2 separate regions of the Macaca mulatta genome follow, and region 1 is linked to region 2. Evidence: chromatin contacts called from public Hi-C data. All regions are on one chromosome and are shown on one strand. The core of a region is the stretch at or near the end of the contact, and the rest is flanking DNA. Distances in the headings are between cores, read along the strand shown. Region 1 overlaps TCF4 (transcription factor 4). Region 2 holds the start of TCF4 (transcription factor 4).

The links. Hi-C and Micro-C count contacts between places; a contact is called where the count stands out from the background.
Region 1: a contact with region 2 is called in a Hi-C map of fetal cortex germinal zone, with 4 times the contacts expected there. The contact joins the enhancer-like site here to the promoter of TCF4 in region 2. A contact is called at or near these places in 3 of 14 Hi-C or Micro-C datasets (cortical neurons, fetal cortex germinal zone and fetal cortical plate).

Annotation. Positions count from the first base shown.
Region 1 is chr18:25,653,745-25,656,444 of T2T-MMU8v2.0, forward strand. The region is part of intron 8 of TCF4 (transcription factor 4); the gene reads left to right. Among named protein-coding and RNA genes, the nearest start is that of TCF4, 250 kb to the left of the region's middle. Within about 2 kb of position 1,302, at least 20 of the 40 cell types and tissues checked have an H3K27ac peak or open chromatin away from gene starts, as enhancers often do. A contact at or near this core is called in fetal cortex germinal zone, where this site is marked.
Region 2 is chr18:25,400,979-25,403,678 of T2T-MMU8v2.0, forward strand. TCF4 (transcription factor 4) reads left to right here and starts at 1,365. Exons shown (of 20, transcript XM_077975076.1): 1 at 1,365-1,885.

The DNA of each region.
Region 1 (2,700 bases), core at 52-2,551, 250 kb after region 2:
TGTGGATTACAAAGGATATTGGTTTTCATCAAACTTCCATTTCGATTTGGCTTTTTATGGCAAGTACACGTTGGCAGTGGATTGCCGTGTTCCTCACCAAAAGGATCCTGGTTTGTTCAGCAACACCTCACTTCTCCACTCACAGTTCATTTATGATTCTGATGAGAGTGTTTTTTCAGGAAACACACATTTCACTTTTTGACCTAGGAGCATCTGTTAGAATTTTTTTTTAATACTACTTTGGCATTCTGAAAGTGTTAATGTCTTTCATATCTGTTTAATGCTATTTAGGGATATTTATGATCACCTCTTGGTTACTCAGGGTAAAGTGTGTCGCAATTTTTTTTAAACAGACAGGAAAGCATTCACATGAGGAAACAGATTGCTTTAAACATGTGCTTCCTGTGACAGTAAAAAGAACAAATTAGATTTAACACTGTGTAATGAATGCATAAATGTGTACATTTAAGCTTTTAAAAGCTTTATGTTCAGTTCTGGTCACAACAAAAATTGAGTCACCTGTAAAAATTAAAGATGCCTGGGGTACTCTCAGACTTTTGAAATGCCCAGCAGCTGCAGTCCTCGCCTGACGATGCCTCGTTGGAATTATAAAAAGCATGATCTATTAGTGCTGGAGAGAACTAGAACATTACAAGGCACATTCAGAGGTTAAACTAGGTTAGAGTCAGATTCCGTACATTTAGCTAATAAATCAGAATTTGTTTTGTGGAGGAGAATACTTCACTCTCATCTTCCTCCCTAAGAATCAATGAAAAAATCAATTTTCGGGAACCCCATATATTCCCCTGTCTTTCATGAAAGTAAAAGAAGGAAACCTGATGTTTTCTTAACTAGCATTTACTACAATTTAATTATATAAGAAAATGACTCTCTTTCTTATGTAATTCAGTTTGTGCTCTGTATGCTGGCAGGGAGTGAATAGAATCTGAGTTAGTATTTCCAGTTAGACTCGAGTGTGGAATTGGAGGGCCTGAATCCTCTCCCCGGAAGAAGAGGCACTCATGGCCATTTCTGTCTGAGCCTGAGGATAGTGCCTGTCCGTCCTCTGTGCTTTCAAAGCTAAGGATTTGTGGCACACTTTCCATCTCTCTGGCCAAGGAGGGCCAGGACAGAGTCCCTCGGGGGAGGGCACGTAGTTTGAGGACATCTGACTCTCTTATATCACATACTGAGGTACTAATATCAAAACAGACTGCTTGTCGTCGCACGGTGGGGCAGTGCTTTTTTTGGCTGCCGTGGTCGAAATGAAATGGGCAAGCTGTAGTCCGCTTGGCATCAGAATGGGCTAAGGGAAGCAGGGAAATCAGAGTCAGACTGTGAATGCAAGTCACAGCCAATGGTTAACTTCCTTTTTGTGTGTCACTTGGCAGCAGCGAGACCGATGGTGATTTTTTTTTTTTAACATGGGTGAGAGTTCAGTGCCCTAGGAAGAGCCGTAGACGCTGTTATTGTCCTTCCTCATACAGTTGACTTGTGTTGATTTCATGAGGCCAGTACAGCTGTTCCAAGAGCCAGCTCCAGGAGCTTTGTGCATATGTACATGGCCATTGGACATTGGATGAAAAAGGTAATCAGATGAGAGGTGATCCATACAGAATCTCACTGCTGATCACTAGGCAGTCACACAGGAATCAGGTTCTTGCATAAGGCAATAATACCAAAGAATAATATATAGTGCACTTGAATGGATACTCCCTTGTATATAGACACCCAAAGATATTTTTAAATTATCACCACTCCACACCCCTCATCTCACATAAAAGATTCAAATCAATTTTGGACTGTCTGGAAAATGTAGGACTAAAATAGCCAGATTGAATTCAGATAAAATTACCTTCTGCTTTTTTGGGAGGTTGTTGCTTTTTGGTTAGCCACATTATTTTCTTTGAAGATTCATTTGGAAGAGAGTTTGGTAGAATTTCTAGCCTCTCTCAAGATTTTCCTACCATTTCTGTGTTTGCAAAGAGCTGTTCCCCAAAGGCGAAAAGAGCGAGTTGCCATCTTGAGCGAATTGTATGTTTAGTGAACACCAAATGGTCTCAGAGTTACCCTAAATTTTCATTATATCTGGTTGCTTTCAAATACTATTTATTCCCCTCAAAACTCCTAACCATTTATGTAAGATATCAGTAAGATGACCAACTTCTGACAGCCCAAAAGCAGGGAAGGAAGCTTAGAAATAGAATACCATTTGTCTGGTAATTAGAGTGTATCTCCTAAGAGTTCGAGAGAATTCTGATTAACCTTTCTGTTCCCACATTCTCACATAAAATTAGCACACCTTTTAAATTATTATCTAGTATTTAAACACATATTTTTGAGTCTTCTTAATGCAACAGGTTCTGGAGACACTAAAAGTGTGTTATAGTTTTCTAAAAAACTTCATTTTTCTTACATTTTAAATGTTCTGTTTGTGCAAAATTTCGAGAATCACCATAAGGGCTTCTTTGCATTTTTAATTTAGTAACTAACATATGAATAAATTTGCATATTAATTAGTTGCAGATTAAATCATGCATACATAATTGCCTCCTTACTGTGTTTAATGTTTGTCAAAATCTCCAGCCTGGTTTGATGGATGTCGTATGAAAGATTACAATTTGATGTACCCTTGGAAGTATTTACACCAATAATGCAAGATTCTTAATAGCAGAATTTTCCAGTTATATACAGTTACTA
Region 2 (2,700 bases), core at 115-2,614:
CAGGAATCTTCACCATGTATGAATGTACAGGAAACAACCAATAAATGCCTTTATTCTTGTTCTGTAAAAACTTACATGTAAATAAAAGATCCCCGAAATCGATCTGAACTCTGTTATTGCCACAAACTTTTATCAGAAAAATGGAGATTAGGATGTTCCCACTGCCAGATGGTATAGGAATATGGTTGAATGTGGACTATGATCACAGACGGGTTTCAACGGTGGGCTCTGTCACTCAATATAGTTGTGTGACAGTTAGGCAAGTTTGTACCACTTAGAAAACTTCTTCCCTGGGTCAAGCAACCCAATTTTACTTGCTTCTGTTGCCCAATATACAAAATAGGGTAGTAACACACACTCCATAGGGTTATTCTTAGGCTTAAAGTAACCAATATTTGTGAAATTATAAGAACAGTGTTTGGCACATAGTAAACATATTATATGTGTTACCTGTCGTTATTGTTACTTGCTTTTCTGTTGCAAGGACTAAAAGCTATTCTTCTGGAGTAGGGAAATTTCCATTTAAAATTCCACTGGCTAGGTTAGAGGTTTCAGTTGATTTAGCAATGAATTAGCCATGGAAAGGAATTATTCCTTTCACGGTGGCTTCATCTTTATCGGTATCCACTACAAAATTCATAAAGTGGGCATTATGTGCTTTTCACAGACCAGAAAACTGGCTAGAGAAGGTAACTGCTTGGCCACAAGCAGTTAGTTGAGCCAGTCGTGGCTAATGGTACAAACTACATTTGAGTCTACAAAGCAACAGATGAAAGTCTTCTCCAAGTGAAGACTTTCTGGACTTAGAAAGTCCTCACAATTCCATGGACCTGTAAGAAGATAGGGTGGAGTTCATCCCTCTTTCAGCCTAGGACCAACTTGGCTCAGAGGCCTTTTCCCATACCACCCAAGGCTCCCTGAGAAATCCGGCTCCACAAAGTGAGAGAATCCGGGGTAGGGCTTGCTGTGAGGAAGGTCGGCCCAGTCCTTCCCGAGCCTTCCTCAGGGAGACCTGGGGGGATCTCACTTCCCTGCAGAAGTCTGTGGAGTTTAATTTGTAGATTTATGCCGAAACTACACTTTTGTGTTAAAGAGCAAGGACGGCCAAGAAGCGGCAACACGAATAAGAGCGCAGGGAAATGGGGCCTGCGAACGACCTCGGCCTCGGGAACTCCCGCAGTGCCGCCCCACGCGCGACGCCCACCCGAGGACAGCCACCCGCCTCCGCTCCTGGAGGAGGCGTGGTCGACGCGTACCGCCATCTTGGACGCCTTTCTAGGAGCTCTGTTTACCACTCTATGGTCGCCCGCTCCCGCCCCGCCCCTTCCCAGTCATTGTCTGGAGGAGCAGCCGCGGCCGCAGCTCCTTCTCTTTATAAGCCCGCAGTTCCCGGATGTGAATGGATTACAATGTATCTTTCAGGGAAACCTATTATTATCAATGTGACTCCACGGGGGAGTCCATGGTGATGATGATGAGGAGGAGGATGATGATGATGAGACACCTCTAAACTTGGAACAAGTTTAATACTTGAGAGAAGAAGAAAAAAAATCACCAACAAGATTTGTTTGAGGAAAAATTATAACTATCCTGTGTTGATTTTTGTTTTTTATAAACAATAAGAAAAAGTTGTTGGATTTTTTTTTTAATGATTTCTTTTTTGGGGGAGGGAATTTTGTTGCAGTTTTATGGTGGAAAATGCAAAAACCAGAGCCAGGTGCATAATCTTGTAATCTGTGGATATCCCTGGAGCAGGACTGAGTACCAGTTAAAATACTTTTTGGGGATACACATGTGAGATACTAAGTACTTGCAGAAGATTTTTGTCTATCTTTTTAAAGTCTCTTTCCTTGGAATATTGTGAGAATATTTGTGGCCATTTAAGGTAACGTTTCAATTTGCCGTCAGAGTAAACTGTTTGTAATTGAATTTAATTTTTAAAATGTCGATCCCGATGTTTTATTAAAACAAAAGGGACAACCTATTAAATAATTGCCAATGGGAAAAAGTGTGTGCATGCATTTTGTGTATGTACTCGCACATCTAGCAATACCAGGGTTTGTAGAATGTGTTTTTTTTTTTTTTTTTTTTTTTTTTCCAAACACACGTTAAAATAGCGTATGTTGCATATACCGGATAAAGCACGCTTGTTATTACAAAACGATAGAATTATGAAGCTTAAATTTTATCCTAAAAAGTGATGTGAAAAAGTATGTTTTAAGAGCATGAAGGGCCTATAATGGTAAATGTTGAATTAAAAACTTACAGTGTTGGCGAACAGGGACTTAGCGTGCCTAGGAACTCAAGTGCAAAAACAAAACAACATCCACCCCCAAAAATTGTCCTTTTTTTTTTTTTCCCCCGAAGTTTGCAGTTATACTATTCTGTGACTTAAAAGGGAGGGGAAAGAAAGTGTGCAATTCAGATTTCGCCCCCAACGCAAAACTACCGAAACGAAAATCTCCCCAGGAAAATGTGGCTTGATTTATAGACGAAAAAGAAAAATATTGTTCCTCTTGGCAAAGTCTTTTTGCATCACGTGTATTTGCAGCCTAGTATAAACTTGCTTTGCCGTGTGTGGATGTGTGAGTGAGAGGGAACGAGAGTAAGAGAAAGAAAGAAGTGAAGGGATGTAAACTCGAATAAATTTCAAAGTGCCTCCGAGGGATGCAACGGGCAAAAACTGAACTGTTCAGGCTT